Regions from separate parts of the Macaca mulatta genome. Here region 1 is linked to region 2. A link is a contact called in public Hi-C data. All regions are on one chromosome and are shown on one strand. The core of a region is the stretch at or near the end of the contact, and the rest is flanking DNA. Distances in the headings are between cores, read along the strand shown.

What was found. Hi-C and Micro-C count contacts between places; a contact is called where the count stands out from the background.
Region 1: a contact with region 2 is called in a Hi-C map of CD4 T cells, with 4 times the contacts expected there. The contact joins the enhancer-like site here to the promoter of LOC144336769 in region 2. A contact is called at or near these places in 8 of 14 Hi-C or Micro-C datasets (CD4 T cells, blood, cortical neurons and 4 more).

Annotation. Positions count from the first base shown.
Region 1 is chr1:234,439,517-234,444,975 of T2T-MMU8v2.0, forward strand. It overlaps ACOT7 (acyl-CoA thioesterase 7), which reads left to right. Exons shown (of 10, transcript XM_077977866.1): 3 at 2,124-2,241. It also overlaps a transcript of RPL22 not described here. Among named protein-coding and RNA genes, the nearest start is that of HES2, 74 kb to the left of the region's middle. Within about 2 kb of position 3,170, at least 7 of the 40 cell types and tissues checked have an H3K27ac peak or open chromatin away from gene starts, as enhancers often do. A contact at or near this core is called in CD4 T cells and blood, where this site is marked.
Region 2 is chr1:234,394,162-234,399,871 of T2T-MMU8v2.0, forward strand. It overlaps LOC144336769, which reads right to left and starts at 1,470. Exons shown (of 2, transcript XM_077978021.1): 1 at 1-1,470. The coding sequence starts at 41. It overlaps ACOT7 (acyl-CoA thioesterase 7), which reads left to right. Exons shown (of 10, transcript XM_077977866.1): 2 at 18-160. The coding sequence starts at 18. It also overlaps a transcript of RPL22 not described here.

The DNA of each region.
Region 1 (5,459 bases), core at 1,920-4,419, 47 kb after region 2:
CGGCCTCCCAAAGTGCTGGGATTACAGGCTTGAGCCACCGTGCCCGGCCGGCCTTCTGTCTTAAAGGCTACCCGCTTATCTGTCCTGTCTCCGGTGCCTGCCGCATGAAAGCACTTCCTCTGCTGCTCTGCAGCCCTTGGCCCGCGCCTCCTCTCCCTGGCCTTGTGTCATTCCTGGGAGCCAACCTGCTGTGTGTGGCGCCACTTCACAGATGGACAAAGTGAGGCCTGCAGCGGTCATTCAGGCTGCTGTGGCGGGCGGCTCTGGTGCTCCTGGGAAACGCTGGGCTGATGTTTCCTCAGTGTCTAGAACCAGGGGCTGGGCCCTGCTCTCCGCACCCACCCACAGCCTTGGCTGGTGCCTCCAGGACAGGCCTGTGTGGAAAGGGACCCTCTGCCCCCCCTGCAGCTGGTGCAGGGAAGGCCCTTCCTACTAAGTGGAAAACAAAGGGAAGAGGTTGATAGAATCATTTTGTGACTTATAATTGGCTACCTGGTAACTCAGATGAAAAAACCCAAAAACCTTTCATAGAGTAAGTTCAATTTTTAAAAACAGAGGTATTTCAACGTGAACACTCGAGAAGCCAAATGAGGCTCCTTGGGTGCTCTGGGGATCCCCTGGCCGCCGTGTGTCACGCCGTGCTTCCTGCTCCACAGGCCGCTGTCCTGAACCTCCTGTGGAACCTCGGGCCCTGCCTGACCTCAGGGCCAGAAGCCAGTTGGCCTAAATGGCCTTGGTTTGCATAATAGACTCTCACCCAGGGTGGAGGGGTGACGCTGGGGATGGGCAGCTGTCGGTCGCTGGAGGACATCCGTGGTCATTTGCTCTAGAAGTGTCATCCTGTGGCCAGAGGTTGGATTTCTTGGAGCTTCCAACTAGGTTGGCTAAATACTTACCGCAGAGGGAAAACTTCTCCTGGTTAACGTGTGGACTATCTACCGTGTGGACTATCTACCGTGTGGACTATCTACCGTGTACCATGTGCCAGCACTGTCGTGGGGTGAGCACGCAATCTGCATGATCTCCCACAGTCACGTGAGGCAGTGCTATCTCAGTGCTGTCGTTCTGCCCATTGTACAGATGAGCACATGGAGGAGTGAAGGTTCTGACAGCTTGCCCAGGTTACTCAGCGAGTAAGAGCCAGAGCCAGGAATGCTCTCAGGGGAGGGACTTGCTCAGCCTTGGAGCCGCTAGAGGAGCGGGGAAGAGATGCAGACCTGGGGAGACACTGCTCCTGGGGCCCCCACACTGGCCAGCAGGGCCGGGCAGGCTGCACAAGCTGCAGGTGGGTGCTGTACCCTGGACCTGTGCCCATTGCCTGCCACTCATCTCCAGGCCTTGGCCTGTGAAGGTGGCTTTCATCAGTCAGGTGCTGTCTGGGAAGATGCCAGGCAACTTGCCCTGGTAGGACTGCCAAGCTGGCTTGTTGGGATTCCAGAGATTTCATGGAGCTCCCACACTGCCAGTTCTCACAACAAGGATGAAGTTGTTCCTCTTTGGGGAAGTGAGGTGGCGTTTTCGTTCTTTTGGACCTAGGAGAGCTCCCTGCCCTCAATCCAGGGCCTGACTGCACACTGCCCTCCCGGGACCCGCAGAGGAGCTCAGCGCGCAGCGGGCGGGCGCTCACCTGCTGACAGGGCCTGGGGTCTTGAAGCTGTGACTCATATCTAGTTCTCAGAACAGCCATGGCTACCTGGTTCCTCTGGGACTCCTGATGGGGGTGGTGGCGGTCCTGGGAATTTGCTTTTCACAGTCTGTGTTGGTCACTGGGAACCCCAAGGGCTGAGTCGCCACCTCCTGCCCTGTGGCTCTGCTTAAAGGTCTTTACCATCAGCCCTTCCCTGCCAGGGCAGGCCGGGGACCTGTGGCTTCAGGGGGAGAAAGTGCCCCTCTGCCCTCCTGCTCTGTCGTGGAAACAGCATCTCAGGCCCCCTTCTGTGGCCTGGCAGATGGCGCCGCACCCTGACGAACACACCACCTAGGAAGAGCCCAGACATGGAGAAGGTTCTCTTTCCTCCAGGAGCCATCGAGCCCTTTGGGGACCTTCTCCCCTCCTTGGATTGTGACAGTTGCATGAATGGCATCCTCTCCAGAGGCCTCATCCTGCTTCTCCTCTGCCCTAGGATCATGCGGCCAGATGACGCCAACGTGGCCGGCAATGTCCATGGGGGGACCATCCTGAAGATGATCGAGGAGGCAGGCGCCATCATCAGCACCCGGCACTGCAACAGCCAGAACGGGGTAAGGGTGTGGGCCCCATACCTCTGGGCCCTGGAGGCCGCACTAGTATGGGTTCAGGACAGGAGTTCCCCGGGGAGCCAGGCCTGCAGCCTTCCCTCCCCTTGTGCACTGGGCCTTGGGAACTTTGGGCCCAAGCAGTTCTGTACCGGACCCTCAGAGCTATGCTTGGTTTTGGCCTCAGCCAGGAGGTGTGGGAACCCACCAGAGATGAAGCGTCAAGCAAGCTGACAGGCCCTCCCTCCACCACTGCCCGCCATGCCGCGTCCCCTGCCAACCTGGGCCTGATCAGAAGCATGCCCTGCCTGCGTGGGGTGGACTTCATTGCAATGGCCAAGAGCTGAGGCATAGGGGCCACACAGCAGATGTAGGGGAGGTCCCACCTCTGCCCTGAGCAACCCTGGTGGCCATGGCAAGTGCTGTGGCTCTCTGTGACTTGGCCACTTCCTGGCTTTGAAGCTCACTGGCCTGGTACCACTGTGCCCACGATGGGGGCAGCTCTCCACCTGCCCCAAAATTGTGCAGCTGGGGAGGGCTCTGTGACCCCAAAGCTGGGGACAAGGGGCATGGTCTCTAGTGTCAACCTCAGGGCTGCTGTAGGACATTCAGCCATCCCCAGCTCTGGGGAGGGGACATTTTCTCTGAAGGTCAGCTGTGGGGGAGAAGCCAGCCCTTGGGTACTGAGGACAGGGCGTCTGCCATGGTGCCGCAGCTGCAGCCTTTGCACTATGGGGCTCGGTTAGCACACCTGCTGTGGCCTCCAGGGAGGCAGAGAGGAGGAAGACTCAGCCCCAGCTTGGAGAGTGGGAGTGTGAGGTGCAGGTTCCCACCATGGGCACGGGCATGATGCCACTCTATCAAGAGGCCAAGTGGAAGCCACATCAGAGACCAGGGACCAGCGGAGGCGCTGTGAGCTCTGAGCCACGCTGGTGAGATGCAGGAAGTGGCTGCTGGCTCTGTCAGCCTGGGCCGTCGGAACTAAGACCACAGCCTGCTGGCTTGTGAACAGCGGAAACGTATTTCTCACAGCCCTGGAGGCTGGAAGTCCAGGATCAGAGTGCCGGCAGATTCTGTGTCTGTTGAGGGCCCGTTTGTTTCCTGGTTCGTAGACATCACATCACTTCCTGTGTGTTCTCACTTAGCAGGAGGGGCTCTCTTAGGCCCTTTTATAAGGACACTAATTCCATTTGTGAGGGCTCTGTCCCCATGCCTTCATCACCTCCGGAAGGCCCTGCCTCCTACTACCATTCCCTTGGGGGTTAGGATTTCAACACAGGAATTTTGGGGGGACACAGTCATACAGAGCATGGCACACGCATTCAGCCTGGAACAGTGGGCAGTGTGTGTCCAGTGGAGGAGTGGAAGCTCTGTGTGTGTGTGTGTGTGTGCGTGTGCGTGCGTGTGCATATGTAGAATGAACCAAGCCACGGTAAGTGTGGATGGTTGGATGTGGATGTGGGGGACGTTGTGTGGTACAGGTTAAGGAGTGAGTTTGCTGTCAGCGCCTGGTTTACGAGGGATGGATCACTGGGCTGAGGCTGGATTGATTCCTTGGACCCGAGGCTCCAGTGCAGCTCAGTCACGTTCAGAGAGCACCCTCTGGTGGCTGTGGGGAGGATGGGCCTGAGCCTGAGAGCCTGGGGCAGGGGTGAGGGCCAAGTCCCAAATTCCTGTTGCACCCTTCCAGAGAGAGACAGTGAGGGTCCCTGGCAGGAGAGGATGGACACGGGGAAGGAAAAGTCCCCAAGATGGGGAGGAAAGGTAAAGGAGGGGCTTGGAAGGCGAAGAGGGTGATGCTATCACTCATAATCGCAGAATTATTTTGCTGCCATTTGGTCAGCACTTGGCATTCTGCAAAGTTCCAAAATGCTTTAGGAGCTAAAGTTTAGCTCGTGGAATCCTCACGACACCCCAGAGAGGTAGCTGTTCTTGTTTTTTTTTTAATTTTCTGAGACAGAGTCTCACTCTGTCACCCAGGCTGGAGTGCAATGGTGCGATCCCAGCTCACTCTAACGTCTGCCTCCCGGGTTCTCTCTCCTGCCTCAGCTTCCGGAGTAGCTGGGATTACAGGCGTGTACCACCACACCCAGCTACTTTTCTGTATTTTTAGTAGAGACAGGGTTTCACCATGTTGGCCGGGCTGGTCTCGAACTCCTGACTTCAAGTGATCTGCCCACATCGGCCTCACAAAGTACTGGGATTACAGGCATGAGCCTCTGCGCCCAGCTGCTGTTGTTATTTTTATTATCCCAATCGCATAGATGAGGAAACTGAGGTACAGAGAGATTGAACACTTGCTTGAGGCCACCTGGGGAGGCAGTTGGTAGGTCTGGGCTGTGACTATGCCTTGAACCTGTGCTTTGAACACTTGCCCCTCCTTGCTTCTCCGGATCTGGGGCTGCTGGAGGGACAGTTTTGACACATTGGCTTGGAGAAGCCTCTGGGCTGCTGGTCCCCAGGATGGTGACCCAGAAATTCTAGGCTTAGGAAGGGGTCTCTGAGTTCCAGGCAGCCCCAGGGTGTGGGGGTGAGAGCAGTCCCGGTGCCTAGAAGGGCTTTGCTAGGGCCCTGGGTGGGGCAGGGGACCCCCCCATCCATACTTCCCTAGTGGTGCCTTCCAGTCTGTGGCTGGAAGTCCCAAGGTTCTGTCTCTGGCTGAGGCCTCTTGGCCAGCCCCATCTGGATGCCTTCTTGGCCTGCTTGGCCTTGATGTGCAAAAAAACGACACTCCTGTCCGTGCCCCGGGCTTGCTTCTTCCAGCCTCCCTCCCCTCGGTAAATGGTCTCTGCAACCCCCAGGTGCTCAGGCTTAGAGTCTGGAGCCTCTGTCGGCCTCTCTGCCTCCCACACTCATGAGGCTCTGGGGGCAGATCCCACTGCTTTACCTTCCAGGATGTCCAGATCTGAGCACAGCCCCCCAGGCCCACCCTCACTTTGGGTCCAGTGGTGCTGCTCTCCTGATCACCCGATCACCTGATCACTGCAGCAGCCTCCTGACAGGTCACCCTGCTGGTCCCTGCCGCCTTGTTCTCCACCAGTAGCCAGGGACGTGTGGAGTCAGAGCACAGTACTGCCTGCTCAGAGCCCTCCAGATCTCCTGTTTTGCCCAGAGTCAAAGGCGCGTCCACACGAGTCCCTGTCGCTGCCTAGCGCGGCTCTGGGACCTCGCCTCCTACATCTCTTTCTCAACTCTCCTCTGGCCACATTGGCTTTTCTGCTGCT
Region 2 (5,710 bases), core at 220-2,719:
CTCCGCCCTCCCCCTTTATGGCGCGGCCGGGGCTCATTCATTCCTCGCCGGGCCTGCCAGACACCTGCGCCCTTCTGCAGCCGCCCGCCGCATCCGCCTCCGCAGCCCCCAGCATGTCGGGCCCAGACGTCGAGACGCCGTCCGCCATCCAGATCTGCCGGTAAGAGAGGGCCCGCGCGGCGCCAGCAGTGGCCAGGCGCGCCGGTCACCGCCCCCGGCCTGTCCCGCTCGGTCCCCACCCGCCGAGGCCGCCCCCGCCCGCCGATTCCCCGCACGGCCTCCTGCGCCGCCGCCCCGAGCCCCCGCCAGCCCGCGGCCAGGATGCGACTCGCGATGCAGCACAAGCCGCGCGGCCCCCGCCCGCCTCCCGCCGGCTCCTCCCGGCCGCATTTCCAGGGCGGCGGCCGCGCCACGGGTCGTTTAGGCGAGAAAGCCAGGCAGGGATGGGGCGGGCGGAGGTCAGTGCACAGCTCCAGAGCCCGGCGACCGGCGCCCGTGGGCCGCCCCGCCTCGGGCCTCGCCCGAGCATCCCGGAGCCTCAGTCCCGTGGTCCTGCTTAGCCTCCTCGAGGATTCGGGATCGTTACCTCGGCGGTTGTGCTGCGCTAACCAAAGCCCTCAGAGGTGGAGGGGAGGTGCCCAGAGCCGCGTGAACCCCTCGGTGGGTGCCCCTGTGGGAGCAGGTTGCAGAGCTACCGTCTTCAGTGCACTGCTTCGGTTTGGGGGAGGGCAGGTGTTGAAAGGAAGAACAGATAACACTGTTTGCCTCTAACAGTTTACTATCAAGCAAAGGGAATCAGTGGTCTGTTGGGCCTGAAAGCATCTTACACAATAGAGGCAAAGGGTTGTCCTTCTAGGGCATCCCCCCTTCCTCCAGCAGTTACTGAGTAGATAGATGCAAGCCCCCAGAGAAGCTGGAGGCTGGAGATCATGAACAAGCTCATTTCCCATGGGAGGTGGGGAGGGCAGCCTCAAGGTTACTCTGCAGTTCCCTTCGGCAGAAGCAGAAGCAGGCTGGCATTTGTGCATGAGCTAAGTGAGGGCAAGGAGTCTAGATTTTCAGCCACTGCACACAGGCACTGTGGCCTGCGACGGGTCCTGTCCTGCTTGATGGACTACCAGGAGTGAGAACTGCTTTCTGTTTTGGTGGTGGGTTCCTCGCATTTGGGGCTTAAGCATCACAGACTGACCTTGGACTCAAGCCAAGTCCAATAGAAGCAAGTTACTTTCCTGTAGATGTTGACATCTCCCGGAAGGCTGGGCATATAACAAGTCCTGGGTCATCGAAGCTCCTTGACCCTCAGTCTCATTTTCTGGCCTGGTCCAGGGCCTCTCCTGACCTCAAGGTCGGTTTTGACTTTTCCAGAGAGGGAACGTCTTTGAGGGGAGCCCTGCCCCTTTGACTTTGGCGTTGTGGCTGTTCTGGTCCCATTGACTCCGGAGGTGGGGAAAGAGGGGCAAAAAAAAAAAAAAAAAAGAAGTAACTGGAGACAGATGGCCTGCATCAGGTCCCTGCATCAGCTCTGCTGAGTATTGGCTGGGAACCTTGGGCTCCATGGTTTGCAAAGAGCTTATACCTGTCTCATCCCACTTGCTTTGCCCAACTTCCCTGGGAGGTTGATGGTCAGTACTGCCTCTGCTACCTGTGTGGAGGAGGTGGCAGTTTTGGGAGTTGAGGAACTGTGTAAGGTCATCCTGCTCCAGGAGCTCCAGGGACAGCCCCTACCCAAGTCTTCTGACTCCAGATCCAGTGTTCTTCCCACCCCTCTCCTGAATAAAGGAAACCTTGATTTAAATCTTCCCGTGGAAGACTGGCCTTTTATTTACTTCTTCAGGATGATGAATAGCCAGTTTATACGTGTTGTCTTTTTTCACCCAGCTTCTAACAGTTACTAGATTTTTTGTTTTTTTGAGACAGAGTCTCATTCTGTCACCCGGGCTGGAGTGCGGTGGCCAGATCTCAGCTCACTGCAACCCCCGTGTCCCGGGTTCAAGTGATTCTTGGGCCTCAGCCTCCAGAGTAGCTGGGACTACAGGCATGTGCCACCACGCCTGGCTAATTTTTGTGTTTTTAGTAGAGACGGGGTTTCTCTATGTTGGCCGGGCTGGTCTCGAACTCCTGACCTCAGGTGATCCATGATCTGCCCGCCTTGGCATCCCAAAGTGCTGGGATTACAGACGTGAGCCACCGCACCCAGCTGGAAAAAGTTCTTGTGCCTCAGCCTCCCGAGTAGCTGGGACTACAGGCGTGTGCCACCACGCCTGGCTAATTTTTGTATTTTTAGTGGAGATGGGGTTTCACCGTGTTGGCCAGGCTGGTCTTGAACTCCTGACCTCAGGTGATCCTCCCGCCTCAGCCTCTCAAAGTGCTGGGATTACAGGTGTGAGCCACTGCTCCCAGCCTAGTTACTAGATTTTTGTATAGCTTTAGACACTTCCATACAGTAAGTGTGTGCTTTTTTTTTTTTTTTTTTTTTTTTGAGACAGTCTCACTCTGTCACCCAGACTGGAATGCAATGGCGCGATCTCAGCTCACTGCAACCTCCGCCTCCTGGGTTCAAGTGATTCTCCCACCTCAGCCTCCTGAGTTGCTGGGATTACAGGAACCCGCCATCATGCCTGGCTAATTTTTGTATTTTTAGTAGAGATGGGGTTTCACCATGTTGGCCAGGCTGGTCTTGAATTCCTGACCTCAGGTGATCCGCCCGCCTCGGCCTCCCAAAGTGCTGGGATTACAGGCGTGAGCCACTGTGCCTGGCCCGTGTGTGCTTTTTCTTACCCACCGTAAACCAATTGCATATTGTTTCCTTTTTTTTTTTCTTTTTTTTTTTGGAGGTGGAGTCTCACTCCGTCACCCAGGCTGCTGGAGTGCGGTGACACACTCTCTGCTAACTGCAACCTCTGCCTCCTTAGTTCAAGCGATTCTCCTGCCTTAGCCTCCCGAGTAGCTGGGACTACAGGTGTGCACCACCATGCCCAGCTAATTTTTGTATTTTTAGTAGAGATGAGGTTTCAGCATGTTGGCCAGGCTGGTCTCGAACTCCTGACCTTAGGTGATCTGCCCGTCTCGGCCTCCCAAAGTGCAGAGATTACAGGCATGAGTCACCATGCCTGGCCAGTTGCATATTGTTTCTAAGTGGCTGCCTTGGCCAGACGACTGGTGAGCAGGATGCCTGGCTGCCCCCTGCTCATGAGTGAGTAGGTGAGTCTCAGGTGCAGAGCGTGACTGCCAAAGGAGTAGGTGGGAGTGGTGGTAGGGGTAGGCCTGTGAAGAGAAGGCTGTGGTCACTCGGGCTTGACTCAGAAACTGCAGGACACTGGAGAGTGACTGTACTAGGATGGGGAGCCCTTTAAGGACATCTGAGCCGACACCCCGAGTTGAAAGAGGAGCCTCCTGGCCTAGCACAGCCAAGCCCATGAATTTAACAAGACTTCAGTGGACACTGCCAAGAAGCATAGCACCAGGAGGGAAACTGATATGTGGAAAATTTGGCCCCTGCCTTAAGGGGTCACAGTCTAGCAGAGGCAAGGACGTCCAAATCCCCACCATCTTAGAGACAGAATGGTCACACGTTCTCAGTTCAGACACTGTTGAAGGGATAAGGGCTTTTTTTTGTTTGTTTTGTTTTTTTTTTGAGACAGAGTCTTGCCCTGTCCCCCAGGCTAGATGCCATCTTGACTCACTGCAACCTCCGCCTCCGGGGTTCTAGTGATTCTTCCGCCTCAGCCTCCTGAGTAGCTGGGAATTACACGCACCTGCCACCATGCCCAGCTAATGTTTTTGTATTTTTTCAGTAGAGATGGGGTTTTGCCATGTGGGTCAGGCTGGTTATGAACGGAACAGAATTTTTAATTGCATCAATTTAAATTCAGGTGGGTAGCCACCTGTGGCTGGTGGCTATCTTTTGGGGAGTGCAATATGTAGAGAAATTTGAGTTTACTGGTAGGTCTATGGGGGGCAGGGTGTTCCTAAAGGAAGCTCTGAGGCTTTCTGGGGACTGTAGCCAGCTCTGGAATAACCATGCTGATGGAGGGGGACCTCGGCATGGACACCACCCAGCAGGCAGATAACTTGGCATGCTTTATTTATAGGTAGATGTGTGTGAAATCTACAAGGTTTTTTTGTGTTTTCTTTGCTTGCCGTGCTCTTAGATGCAGATCTACCAGGAAGTTTCCTGAGATTAGGAATTGTGTTGTACCATGTGGTACCATGAATGCCTAGAATAGTGCCTGAGGTCTAGCTCACAGGTCAATAAACAGTAGTTGAGTGGCTATGAATTTCAGTATGTTATGGGGTTAGAATTATTTCCCCCAAGGGAAAAGACAGAGAGGGGCTCTACCTTTGTCTTTTTTTTTTTTTTTTTTTTAGATAGAGTCTCACTCTGTCGCCCAGGCTGGAGTGCAGTGACAGGATCTTGGCTCACTGCAACCTCTGCCTCCCCAGTTTGAGCAATTCTCCTCTCCTCAGCTTCCTGAGTAGCTGGGACTACAGGCGCCCACCACCACACTCAGCTAATTTTTGTATTTTTAGTAGAGACGGGGTTTCACCGTGTTGGCCAGGCTGGTCTCGAACTCCTGACCTTAAGTGATCTGCCCGCCTCAGCCTCTCGAAGTGCTGGAATTACAGGTGTGAGCCACTGCACCAGGCCGGGTTCTGTCTTTGGTTTTATAATGGAATTAATGAAAAGAAGGAACCTGGCCAGGCACAGATCACGCCTGTAATCCCAGCACTTTGGGAGGCCGAGGTGGGTGGATCATGAGGTCAAGAGATAGAGACCTTCCTGGCCAACATGATGAAACCCTGTCTCTACTAAAAATACAAAAATTAGCTGGGTGTGGTGGCGGGTGCCTGTAATTCCAGTTACTTAGGAGGCTGAGGCAGAAGAATCGCTTGAACTTGGGAGGCGGAGGTTGCAGTGAGCCGAGATTGTGCCATTGCACTCCAGTCTGGGTAACAAGAGCGAAACTCCATCTCAAAAAATAAAAAAAAAAGAAAAGAAAAGAGAAAAAAAAGAAAGATAGAGCCAATTTACAGAAGCCACAATCAGAGCTTGTATTCTGGAGCGTTCCGTAAAATGATTTACAGTGCTGACTCTCTTGTTGCTGGGATGTGGGGACCCTGGGTGAAGATGAAGTCTTTTTTTTTTTTTTTTTTGAGACGGAGTCTCACTCTGTCCCCCAGGCTGGAGTGCAGTAGCTGGATCTCAGCTCACTGCAAGCTCCACCTCCCGGGTTCACGCCATTCTCCTGCCTCAGCCTCCCGAGTAGCTGGGACTACAGGCGCCCGCCACTGCTCCCGGCTAATTTTTGTATTTTTTAATAGAGACGGGGTTTCACGTGTTAGCCAGGATGGTCTCGATCTCCTGACCTCGTGATCCGCCCGTCTCGGCCTCCCAAAGTGCTGGGATTACAGGCTTGAGCCACCGCGCCCGGCCTGAAGATGCAGTCTTTGTAGCCCAGAGAGCCTGCGCGTGGGGAGGCCTTTGTCCAGCCTCACCCTGTAAGTGGGCCAGTTAGCCTGGCATTGCCCTGGAATTGGTACCTGCAGCTGGCTGGCTCCCCAGTTCTGGTCAGACCAGAAGTGGCTTTCTCCTGTGTGACCCACCTGGTCTGTGGGGCCTGCACCAGGGGGTGACCCCGTAGGCTGTCTTCCCATCCCACCCCTTGGCCTCTCACTGTCAGAGCCCTCCTGTGGACGGGGATCAATGTTG